3 separate regions of the Mus musculus genome follow, and regions 1 and 3 are each linked to region 2. The links are chromatin contacts, called in public Hi-C and HiChIP or PLAC-seq maps. All regions are on one chromosome and are shown on one strand. Each heading gives the region's core, a stretch centred on a gene start, on an enhancer-like site or on the middle of the called end of the contact. The rest is flanking DNA. Distances are from core to core; before and after follow the strand shown. Region 1 has its middle 48 kb from the start of Gm33388. Region 2 holds the start of Inhbb (inhibin beta-B). Region 3 has its middle 18 kb from the start of Gm46144.

The links. Hi-C and Micro-C count contacts between places; a contact is called where the count stands out from the background. HiChIP or PLAC-seq counts read pairs in DNA pulled down with a chosen protein or histone mark.
Region 1: a contact with region 2 is called in an H3K4me3 HiChIP or PLAC-seq map of neural progenitor cells, with 17 times the contacts expected there. The contact joins the enhancer-like site here to the promoter of Inhbb in region 2. A contact is called at or near these places in 1 of 39 promoter capture datasets (trophoblast stem cells), 35 of 484 Hi-C or Micro-C datasets (the C2C12 cell line, adipose-derived mesenchymal stem cells, astrocytes and 21 more), 16 of 115 datasets of contacts at active chromatin or transcription factors (astrocytes, craniofacial prominence, embryonic forebrain and 9 more) and 1 of 9 other capture datasets (embryonic stem cells).
Region 3: a Hi-C map of cardiomyocytes shows a contact between it and region 2, with 15 times the contacts expected there. The contact joins the enhancer-like site here to the promoter of Inhbb in region 2. A contact is called at or near these places in 5 of 484 Hi-C or Micro-C datasets (cardiomyocytes, cumulus cells, embryonic stem cells and 2 more), 9 of 115 datasets of contacts at active chromatin or transcription factors (embryonic forebrain, embryonic hindbrain, embryonic midbrain and 5 more) and 3 of 9 other capture datasets (adipose tissue, embryonic stem cells and liver).

What each region holds. Positions count from the first base shown.
Region 1 is chr1:119,255,054-119,258,861 of GRCm38.p6, reverse strand. No RefSeq gene overlaps it. Among named protein-coding and RNA genes, the nearest start is that of Gm33388, 48 kb to the left of the region's middle. Within about 2 kb of position 1,896, at least 30 of the 459 cell types and tissues checked have an H3K27ac peak or open chromatin away from gene starts, as enhancers often do. A contact at or near this core is called in astrocytes, brain, cerebellum and 8 more, where this site is marked.
Region 2 is chr1:119,420,548-119,424,686 of GRCm38.p6, reverse strand. Inhbb (inhibin beta-B) reads left to right here and starts at 2,439. Exons shown (of 2, transcript NM_008381.4): 1 at 2,439-4,060. The coding sequence starts at 3,601.
Region 3 is chr1:119,217,340-119,221,380 of GRCm38.p6, reverse strand. No RefSeq gene overlaps it. Among named protein-coding and RNA genes, the nearest start is that of Gm46144, 18 kb to the right of the region's middle. Within about 2 kb of position 1,595, at least 17 of the 459 cell types and tissues checked have an H3K27ac peak or open chromatin away from gene starts, as enhancers often do. A contact at or near this core is called in adipose tissue, cardiomyocytes and liver, where this site is marked.

The sequences.
Region 1 (3,808 bases), core at 647-3,146, 170 kb after region 2:
ATTAGCTTCTTTTCTCATTACTGTGACAAAATGCCTTCTAAAAGCAACAGAAGAGCGGAGGGCTTTGGTCTGGTTCCGATTGAGGAAATAGTCTGTAATGGTGGGAAAGCACGGTCACGGGGGCTCGAGGCAGCTGCTCACACAGCACCCACAGCCAGGCAGTGGTGCTAGATGGATTCTGGGGTTTGGCTCACTTTCTCCTTTTATGCAGTTTAGGGCTCTCAACCAAGGGATGGCTGCCTGCAGTAGGGTGAGTCTTCCACCTCAACCTAGAAACTTGATTGCAGACAGGCTTAGGGTCTTATCTTGCGGATGTTTCTAGATCCCATCAAGTGGACAGAATTAACCATCACAGAAAGCCTCAGGGAAATAGGAGAAGCCTGGGAGAATCGATGGACCTAGTTCAAGGGGATTACAGAAACCAGAGGGGCCAAAGTGCTTCTCTTGACCTCTTGGGCATTTTCTCAGTGCTCTTCTACAGAGCATCTACTGGGTCTGTCCTGGAATCCAGCTATGCTGGAGTGTAGGCATGATCTGTGGTGCTCTGATAGGTGGATGCTTCAGGGCCAAAGAGGAGGGAGCCAGGCTATGTTCACAGCAGGAACCATGCAGGGAGGATGCATAGCTACAGGTACAAAGAGTGATCAATCCACCCTGAAGACAAGGTGCGGGGGCCTTGCAGGCAGCAGGCTCAACATAGGCAGGCCTGGGATTCCGTGTAAATGCAGGCATTCTTAAGATCAGCTGTTGGTACATAAAGTTCAGTGCGTGGTAAACAGAAGGCTCTCTGCGCTGGCTGCAGAGAGGAGTCCAGGTACCAGAGGAGGTGCCTGATTCTTTCTAAGAGAGAAAGTCACCAAAGATACCACCATCATAGGGCTTTAATTGCATACACACACACACACACACACACACACACACACACACACACACACACGCCCATGTCCATTGTAAAGGCAAGAGGAGAACATCCTGTGTTTGCCCTAGCATTCTCTGTTATTCACTTGATACAAGGTTCTTTAGTTAACCTGGAACTCACAGGGTTTTTTGTTTGTTTGTTTATTTGCTTGCTTGTTTTAATTTTTGTTTCATTTAACTTTTGACAAGTCTGGCTATCAGCAAGCACTGGCCAACCTTCTACCTCATCACCCCCAACTCCAGTACAGGGGTTACGGGCACATGTAGCCACACCCAGGTTCTACATGGGTGCTAGGAACCAAAACTCCAGGGTTCATGCTTACACACAGCAAGTGCTCTTATCCACTGTCTCCCCCATTCCTCATTGTGGGGATTGGCAGAATTCTACATGGACACCCAAATTCACTTGATCTGGAGAGGGAGGCTGGAGGGGATAGCCTAGCAGAGAAATAGAAGATTCTGGAGGCCAGATGCTTAGATCTCCAGCCCAGCACCTTCATGATGCTGGATCCTGGATCAATTCCCCCTCTGGAGTAAAAGAATTTCATGGATATATCCTCACAGCCTTCCCTGTTAGATGAGGCCACAGTCACCTTTGAGGGTCCTTATGTCACTTTGTTGCAGACCTAGGCAATTGTGTCTGGGAAGCTCTTAAGATACTTTCAGCAGGAAGGCTCCTGATGACCCTGCCCACCCCTGGCACGACAGGAATGACTGAGAGTGAGGCCCTGCAGCATCTAGGCTTCCCTGAACTGCTCCAGTAACTTCCCCTCCAGGAAGCCTTGCCAGACAGGGAGAAGGCAGGCAGCAGGTGGAGCACTGAGAGGCCGAGTAAGCTGCTTAAGGTCACCCAGCAAAGCAGCAGCAAGCTGGACCCGGCCCCAAACCTCCAGATGTCCAGTCTGATGCCCTGCCCACTGGACCATGAGTCCTTTAATGAGGCCACCTCCGCAGGGCTGCAGGCTGGCCCACCGCCCGGGGCCGGTGACTTGCCAGGCATCCCAATCAGCCACACTGCAGAGGCCCTGCCCTCAATGGCCAGGCATAGAGACCAGGCAATGCGCTTGCCTGCCAAGCCTGGTGCTTCTGCAAAGTGGCCTGTTGGTCTGAGCATGCCCAGCCCTCTGGCTAAGACCCCTGAGGAAGCGGCCTCTATGTGCTCTTTCAGGGCTTAGAAATGTTGCAGGCTGAATTACACATAGGCTCCTTCTGGTGGCTGGCCTTGATATCCAGCCCCTTGAAGTCACCCCAGCCTCCCTGCTGTCAGTGCCTATGGACACCAGTCTCATCCTAAAGACCATCACTTGGGGTTGCGAGGGACCCCAGACTCAGAACTTTGTATTCACAATGGGTCTAGGTGACACAAGAATGCTGACAAAGGTAAGACTCAAATGGGGTTCCCTGGCTCCTTGGCTAGCTTTCTTGCCTTCCCCTCAGAGTCTCAGATTTATCCACATTTCAGTGGCTTTGATAAAACTATCCTCTACTGATTGGCCAGGATCTGTGGACACTAGCAAAGCTCCTGGAGACCTTGTGTGTTAGGCAAGAGACCTGTTCTGGGCTTCAGGCATGATGCTTAGGGCAAAGACAGAGCCGACCTGAGCAGGCAGAAAGGTGCAGAGCCTCACCCTGGAGCCACTGGGTGGCGCGCTTTGTGGAGTGAGAGACTGCCACCAACTGTTGGGGAAGGAGGAAAGACCAGCCTGTTGGCCCATCCCAGCTTGCCACCCATTCAGTTTCTCCGGTGTTAGGTTGCAGGTTGTGTGTAGGAATTGGAGGTAGACACATGGCAAGAAGTCCCAGGAGGCTCCTTTCTCCAATGTCTAGGCTCCTGGGGACAACCACGGAGGTGGAGCTGAGAGTAGGATTCAGAGAGGAGAGCTTCAGATGTCATCCTCCCATCCCTCCCATTCCAAGACTTAACCTCCCCCTCCCCTTCTCCTTTCTCTCTTGGTTTCATTCCCTGTCCTCCCACCCCCATAGCCCAGCACACACCTCAAAGAGACTCAATTCACTGATTCGTGTAACTCCTCCCCCACCCGAACACACTCTTCCAGGGCTCTCCCAGGATTGTCCCCTCAAGTCAACCTTTTGTGGCATGGAAGTGGGTGTGGTCACCCAAATTAGGAGTAAGGGAGAAGAGTATAGTAAACAGCACAAACCCACCACAACCACAACTTCCCCCCGCAACACCCCGCATTGTGCTCTGAAAGCTGGAGACACACAACGAGCCAGCATCTGTGTAGAATAATAAAACCGGGTGTGGACGTGTCGTTCTCACAGGACATTTGGCTGAGCCCGGGCAACGCGAAAGCATGCATAGTTAACACTCCTGACTGTGTGAAGCCCATTGTCGCGGGCACTGGCTCTGCGAGGGACCCAGGGCCCGGGGCTTGGCAAGGGCCCGAGACATTTCTTGGAATGGTTTCTTGTTCATCACTGACACTCGTAATGAGAAATTTATACACCATCCTAGGCGGATAAATTAATTTCGAACACTTTAGACTTGGGAAGACAATGGTTCCTGGCAGGACTCTTTATCACCCGTTTTATTAAAACACACACACACACACACACACACACACACACACACACACACGGAGGGGGAAAAAGACAGAAAAGGGGGGAAAGAAAGAAAGAAAGAAAGAAAGAAAGAAAGAAAGGAGGAGGAAACCCCTCAGGACATTCCAAACAAAACCCCATGTGCTTGCCGGGCTCTAGAGTTTGTGTTGCATGGCGAGGGTGGGGGGGAGAACCTTCATAGGCCCCATGAGCGCCGAGGGTCCTGGGGGTCACTAGGAAGCTTCATTAAAGGGTGTACAGATCCCCCAGGCTGTCCCCTCACCCCTGGGGGAGCACAGCTTCCGCTCACCCCTGGCTCCCTTTGAGG
Region 2 (4,139 bases), core at 1,190-3,689:
GATAATCCCAGCTTCTCCAGCAGATGGTTTCTGACTACCCTTGACCCAGTTCCCTCCCGGCAGTTGACTAGCAGCAGGGCTGGAAGTGTGGACCCTCCTCCCACCAGCAAGGACAGGGTGGCTTTTGCCTCTTTGGTGCCAGGTCAACAGGCAGATTTGCTTCAAGTTCCCGAAGGCAAACAGCTACTGTCCCTTTTTTTTTTCTATAGCTCTGTCCAGCCCAGTCGAGGCTGGTGAGAAAGACTATCTGCATAGGTCAGGCTGGAGCTGGGGGGAGGGGAAGGGGTCATTAAACCTTTCATTGGCTTAATGACTTCTCTCCTTCATTCATCAGTCGTTCCTTCCTAAGCCCTCCCTGGTCATCTGTCAGGTCTGGCACTAGACAGAGCCCGTGAGACCTAGCCCCTGTGCTGGAGCTAAGTCAGGCAATGAGGCAGCCAGCCAGGCACTGGGCACCTACCTAATTAGATAAATCACTTCCCTGGGGCACAGAGGGCCAGTGAGGGCTTCACCCAGGAGGAAAGACTGGGCTAAATCTTAAAGACCAAGGATGAAATAGCCAAATAGTGGGTGGATCTGCTTACAGAAAGAGCCAGAGGGTCAGATTGTGTATTGTGCCTGGAGTGTATACACAAAAGTCTGAGGTGGGGCAGGTAGGCTCAGGACCATATTCAGGTTGGGCTGTCACAGGCTGCCAGGAGCATCTCCTAGTTGCCCAAGGGCTCACTGGACCCTGAAAGGGCGGGGGAAAGGACACAGGACAGGAACAGCAAAGAATGGGTCTCCTAAGGGCAGAAGGGCTATTATCGTCTGGATTCTGCGGGGGCGGGAAGGAGAGGGGCTCTTGCTTCAGACTCAGAGTTGGTTAAGTCAGACCCGCCCTAGTTTTGCCCCGCAGACTTCTGGTCTGTTCCTCCTACAGGGAGAGAGGGGGCGCTCTGCTCCCAGACTTTCGTGCTTCCGCGGAACTGCTGTTCTGGCTAAGGTCCACAGGGTAGGGTTGTCTTGGGAAGTTGGGAAGCAATGGATGTTGGTGGAACGACCCCCCTCCCCAAGTCTGAGGTGTCTTTAGGGAGGGTTGTCCCGATTCCAAAGAGAACCATCCATGCGTCTACCTCTCAGTCTTGCCTGTCGTTAGGTGAGCCTATTGTGGGTAAGCGTCCTGGGAAGGGGGGGGGGGGGCTGTTTGCAGGCAATGTGTTCTGGTCTCTGGGAACTGTGCCCCGTGGGCATTGTCGTCCCAGACCCAGGTAGGGTCGGGAAAAGAGACAGAAAGAAGAGGGTACATTTGCAGTTCTCTAGTCAGTACTGGGAGTCAGACTCCCACCCATTACTGGCAGCCAGAAGAGCGTCCCAGAACCATCTTTATATCCGCTTCTGCGAGGTTGGTTTAGTCTGTTTGGACCTCCCAAAGCACCAGTGTGGTGCAGGTATCACAGTGCCCCTTTACAGCCGAGAGAGAGAGAGAGAGAGAGAGAGAGAGAGAGAGAGAGAGAGAGAGAGAGAGAGAGAGAGAGAGAGAGAGAGAGAAAGAGGCAGGGCAAGGTGAGGTTGGACTGGATTCAAATCCGGTAGTACCTGAGCCCTTCATTAGAATCTGGGTTTGTCTGAGGCCAAGTGTGACAAGACACGAATGGGACAGTGGAGACCCCAACAGTCTGGCAAGCCCTGAGCCTCCAGAGACCTTGGGTCCTCAAAGATGGGTTCCCAAACAATGCAGGTAGACCCTCGGGCCAACTACAGCAGAGCTGGCCAAGCCTCCAGCAGCCTCCGCTTCCCTTACTCTTCTAGCCCAGGGGGTTAACCCATCGCCCATTGGGACAGCGGCCTCGGACGCTAGAAGAGGGCGCTGTAGCCCGAGGGTGGCATCCAGCCGCACCTCTTCTCTGCTGCATTCGAACTTACTCCCCACCCCCACCTAGCAGATTGGATAGCGAAAGATCGTCCCTTGAAGGCTCTAGGGGCAGCTGCGGCGAGAGAGGGTCGCCCGTCCCGGTTGTGAAAGGCGACAATTTGGGACGGGGGCGGGGGGCGGCTTTCGTGGCCCTGAGTAAGGGGTGTCCAGAAGCACCCGGATCCTACACCAGGAGCGTGTCGGTGCCATTTATCCATCGCCCCATGGGGCGAGGGTCTGGAGCACTCACGTGGTGGGAAAGTTTCGAGGTAGCAAAAGTGGCCTGGCATCGCGGGGGGGGGGGCGCAGGGTGGAGAGAACCTTCTTGCCCCTCCTCGCCAAGGCAGAAAGGGAAAGAGCGGAGGGAAGAGGGGGTGGGAGGAGGATCAGGCAGCAGCGACCTGCAGAATCCGCCTCCCCCTCCGCCCCCGGGACGCCCGAGTAGGGAGGCGCGGACCGTCTCCTCCCGCACTGCCCGGACGACACTCCCCCTCCCCCCTTTTTTTCCTGCCAACGTCTATCTCAACGCGCGCGCACATACGGAGATTGTGCGGCTTTTTTACCCCTCGGGAAAAAAAGAACAGGGAGTGGAAAGGAAGAGAAGGCAAAGCGAAGAACTCCTCGGGCGCGCTCTGCACTCCGAGCCACGGCTGGGCGCGGGGACGCTGCTGCCACCGCCACCGCCGACTCGCTCTCTCCCCGGCCCTGCAGCGTGTGCCAGTGGGAGCGCGAGCCAGGGCACTCGATTCTGGGGACACAGAGAGACTTTTGGCCGCCACTGCCGCGGCAGGCAGAAGAGACAGCGGCGAGAAGGGCCCTGCCACCGCCTTTCCCTCCTCCGCCGCCCCGGCCGGCCCGCTCAGGCGGCCAGGCACAGGGAAGCAGGGAGGAGCAGAGGCCCAGGAGAAGCGCGCCGCGGCTCGCCCGCCCGTGGATGCGGCGCCCGGGGGAGCCTGGAGACAACTTTGCCGGGTGACGCGCTGGGAGGACTGCAGGGCCCGCCGCCCAGGAGGGCTCGGCACCTCCTGTAAGAAGGGCCCGCGCAGCGGCGCTCCCCCGCACAGCTCTCTCTCCTCCCGCCGGCCCGGAGCAGGGGAGAAGGACCTGCCCATCACCGCCGCTGCCTCGGGCGGCCGTGTCCTCGCTGCGAGCAGCGACAGGGCGAGGCGCTCAGGTGCGGTCGCGGGGCCCCAGCCGCAGCGCCCTCCGCAGCGCCGCGCCCGGGGTCTCCGGCACCTTCGCTTCAGTCTCCAGAGCGACTTGCGCCCGCTGCCGCCTCTTCCCTCCACCTTTCCAGCCCGGCCGAGCCAAGCCACCGTGCCAGCACCGCTGCTGCCGCTCCTCGCTTTCGCTTCACCCCGATCAGGGGGCTGCGGTGGCCCTCGACGCGGAGAGGATGGGCAGGCTGCAGATGCCTAGGCGCCCCGAGTCGTCAGCGCGCCACTGACCCGGCGGTCCCCCCCACCCCCTCACCGCCAGCCCGCGTTCCCTTCTGGTCCCCGCGGCGCCCCTTCTCGGCCGCGCGGGAACCCCCGCGGCCCGGCCGGCCCCCTCCCCCTGCGAGCCGGCGGCGGCGCTCCCGGCAGGCGGGCGGGCGGAGGCCCGGGCGGGGGCGGGGCGGGGCGGTGCGCCCAGAGCCCGGAGCCCGGCCCTGAGCTCGCTTCGCCTCGCCTCGCGGCGGGCGCCCTCGTCGCCAGCGGCGCACCATGGACGGGCTGCCCGGTCGGGCGTTGGGGGCCGCCTGCCTTCTGCTCCTGGTGGCCGGCTGGTTGGGACCCGAGGCCTGGGGCTCTCCCACACCCCCGCCGTCGCCCGCTGCGCCGCCCCCGCCCCCGCCACCCGGAGCTCCGGGTGGCTCGCAGGACACCTGTACGTCGTGCGGTGGCGGCGGCGGCGGCTTCCGGCGGCCGGAGGAGCTGGGCCGGGTGGACGGTGACTTCCTGGAGGCGGTGAAGAGACACATCTTGAGCCGCCTGCAGTTGCGGGGCCGGCCCAACATCACGCACGCTGTCCCCAAGGCCGCCATGGTCACGGCCCTGCGCAAGCTGCACGCCGGCAAGGTGCGCGAGGACGGCCGCGTGGAGATCCCGCACCTCGACGGCCACGCCAGCCCGGGCGCCGACGGCCAGGAGCGCGTCTCCGAGATCATCAGCTTTGCAGAGACAGGTGGGTTCGGCCACAGGGAAGCCAGAGGCGGCCGCGATCCCTCCCTTTTTCCTTCTCCTAGGAAGCCCTGCTGCCTTCA
Region 3 (4,041 bases), core at 346-2,845, 200 kb after region 2:
GCCTCAGGCTTCTCTTTTACCTGGCAGCCACTGCGATGTAGCCACCTGCTGCTTCCAATGACAGCAGCATTGGCCCAGCAGACCGGTAGTGTCCCTGAATTCCTCAGTGGCTCCGTGACATGTCTCACCTTCCTCAGTATACTCTTGTCTTGGCTGCCAGACAGGAGAATGCTAGAAAGCTTGGCTCACTCACGATGTATTAATAATTCACCATGGCCTGGCAAGATGGCTAGCAGGTAAACTGTGAGGCTAGCCACCGGTCCTAACAATCTAGGGTCAATCCCTGGGACACACATGATAGAAGGAGAAAACTGACTTCCTCAAGTTTTCCACACCCATTCTATGTCATGTGAGAGCAAATGCACTCATACACTCACACTCACTCACACACACACACACACACACTCACAAAATAGCTGTTGATTTTTTTTTTTTTTAAATCTTGCCATCTCAGATCTGTTCGCCACTGTTCCATGATTGGCATCCATTCTGTTGATGTGATTGTCATTAGTTCAGGTAAAGTTCGTATCTATTACTCTTCACTGTTTGTATCTGTTACTCTTCACCGCTGTGTACAAATACCCTAGTGTCTTTGTAACCATTCTGCATCTCAGTTTAGGAGCTCGCTGATCTGGCTAGAGCGGCTAGCTAGTGAGCTTTGGGGATTCACCTGTCTCTGCCCAATCCAACGATGGAGTTACAGATAGTCACCGTGGTGCCCAGCTTTTTACATTGATGCTGGGAATCTGAGTGCAGCTCCTCATGCTAGCTCAGGCACTTTACTAGTCCCCTGATTTTACTGACTTGGCAGTGTTGGTAACAGAACTCAGAATTACCATGACCTAGCCCCAGCCTCTGGCTGCATGCTGACTGAGTCTCAGTATGAGGGAAAAGGGTATATCTCTGTTCATGAAAGAGCAGGGAGGAGCATCATCAAGACCAACATTTAATATTTAAGCTGTTTTCCTGTTTAGTGGCACTTTTCTACTCATTGATGTGTTTGCATATTGATATGTATCATCCTAAATAGATGTTAAAACATTTTATTGTTAGCATGCATTTCACTTCTTGGTCTTTATTTAATAGAGTGGAAGGTTGTTTAAAAATTTTAAAAACATTCAAGCCCTACTCAGAGCAACCAAAATGACACAATGCAGCTTTCAGAGCTTATTGTTCCCACTAGACATTGAGGGACACTTGGGTCACTGCCATCATCTTGTGTCTTGCACAACACACCGTCTGCCCTGACCTGAGATCATTGACGGGAAAGGAAAGACGTAGAGGAAAAGGAACTTTGGGCGCCCTGTCTTTCCCCTTCCTCCTTGGTCATCACTTCCAGCATAAGTGGCTAGTAATCGAGCGACGTCACACAAGAGAGAAAGGGCACGGTAGATCTTTGGCCATTTGTGTTCTGGGAATGCAGGCCTGTCTTTCAGCCCTGAAAGTGGACTCTGAGTCAAGGGGAAAGGGTGACTCTGGGGCTGGCACTCAGGCAGGCAGGCAGAACACACTGATCCTGTACTTAGACACTGCTGCTGTCTCCCGTGTCTCTGCTCACTCCCGGACTCCGCTGTCCAATTAGACTTTGCTGAGAGAGCTCAGGATCAGAGAGTTGTGTGTTCTTAGTGCCGGCTTTCAACGGAGTTTAGAGGACAGCATTGAGTGCTTGTCCTTCTCTTCCACCTCACTTTAAACAGGGCCTTAGTTGTTTATCACTGCCTCCCCAGGCCAGCTGGCCTGTGAACTTCTATGGATTCTTTATCTCATCATAGAAACAATGGGGTTTGGGGTTGCAGACTGCATCATCTCCATGTGGGTTCTGGAGACCTAAACTCAGGTTCTGAAACTTAAACAGCAAGCATTTTTATCCTCAGAGCCATTTCTCCAGCCCAAGGTCAGAGATATTGAAATGATTGTGAGTTTGAAGGTGTCAACAGTTGGAGATGTTTCTTGTGAGATAACACAGGTTCATGGGCCCATGAAACTGGTCCTGTCTGCAGGAGAGCTGTCACCCTAAGCAGGAGGTGTTTGAGCTGGGCTTAAAGGCAGAACACTCTAGAACAGCCAATAAGGACAAAAGAAGAGAGCCTTGTCAGGAACAAGGCCTCAGGCTTCAGTGAGCAGGAAGGGAGGAGGGGGTCAGGAAGGCTTGTGATCTAGAAGTTGACTATGTCACAGGCTTAAGCCTATTGACTAAGGGATGCTGCTTGCAAGCCATTCTTATGCCCCCACAAGCCTGAGTCAAGTGTTATCCCTCCCCCAGGCCCTCTCTGTGCTTCCCCTTGGCTTGGGTACACTTGACTTTGAGAATTTGTTAAACGGAGCCAACGTTGTGAAGGAGGAAGGGGAGGTGCTACATTTGGAGCTTGCCTTGATGCCTGGCATTAGCAAAAAGAATGAAAGTAAAGGCTGGAAGAGAGGCGAGAGAGCTCATCCCTTTGTGTCTAAATGTCTGATTAATCCTTGTGTGTTTGTGTGTGTGTGTATATTCATGCATGACCATGCATGCATTCATGTGTGTGTGTGTCTGTATATGCACATGTATGTAAAGATATATGTATATGTGTAGAGAGACCAGAGGACAACCTTTTCTTTTTCAGACTCCATTTTCTCGAAACCAGGTCTCTCACTGGCCTGAAACTTGCCAGGTAAGCTAGGCAGGCTGGCCAGTAAGTCCCAATGGCCTCTTTATCTCCACCTTTCCAGAGTTGGAATTACAATCAGGTGCCACCTTCGCTAGCTTTCTATTGCAAAGGTCTCGGGGATCAAACTCAAGTACAACCTTACTGATTAAAGTATCTCTTGAGCCCTGATTATTCCTCTAAGTGTGAAAATGTCTTCATTAAAACGATGCAACCTTTCAGGTTTTCTATTCATTCTGATTTTTTGCTCTCTTGAACAGAAAGGAGGTGCACCTGAACGGAGGAGCAATGGACCAGCAGGACTATTCTATTTTATGGGAGATAGCACACCTAGGCACGCTCATGTGATGGTCAAGGTGGAGGACGAAGAAGACAACGGGACAGCATAGAAGTAGAAAGATAAATGTGGAAGATCTGCCCAAACCGCCCAGCATTCTTTCTCTGAAATGCCGTGGTTCTCACTGTATCTCCGGTATGCTGGCTGAACAACTGTTCTGCAGACTCCCATTGACTCTAGAAACATCTGAGAAGAAAAGAGAGAATGTTCCCAGGCTGTCCAGTGACTGGTTGCATGAGAGAGGGCAAGGAGGGGCATTCTTTATTGGATTAGATGCTGGCTTGAGTCTACACACCACCAAACAATTGGCTAAAGATGTCAAGTTTCCCTAACTCCATGCTCAAAGATACCGTGCAGAACAAACATTTAAATTCCTGGTGGATCCCCCACCCCACCTCCCCCGTTTCCTTCCAGATGTTTGGCATGGCACAGATGGCACAGAAAATAAATGTGTCAAAGTCCAAGGGATGAAGCAAGAGGGTGGGGAGGGCGTGCCATCTTGTCCAGCTCCCAGAGTAGCATAAAGCAAGTGACAGGGGTTCCTGCACCCTACACCCAGACCAGGGGTGGGTCCTCATAGCCAGGTACCTCCAACAGCACTGTGCAGTGAGGAATTTCCTGGTAAAGCTGACCCCTATCTGCCTGAGCTGCTAGAATTCACAAACGACGTGCAGGAGAGAACAGAGAGGGGTGGGGGGGGTGTACATGGGAATGTGCAGAGGGTTGCCTGTCCCTGTGGCCCAAGGCTGAGAGTGAAGTGGTGCAGAGGCAGGGCTGGAATCGACTTGTCCATCTCTAGTTCCAGATGTGGGTGGCTCAGGGATCAGGGCTTCCCAGATTAGACTGACAGGCAGGCAATGACATCACTGTGCAAACACTGGAATGGAAGTTGACTAATGCCGCCTACTAAGTTCCTCTAAAGCCTAAGGCCCCAGGGTCAAATGAATTTGCCTGGAGATGCTATCCCTTGCACAATCAAAAGGGGAAAGAAAGCTGCTTAAGGTTTTATTATTATTATTTTAAAAATTGAAATTATATTTATGTTGTGTGTTTGTATATGTG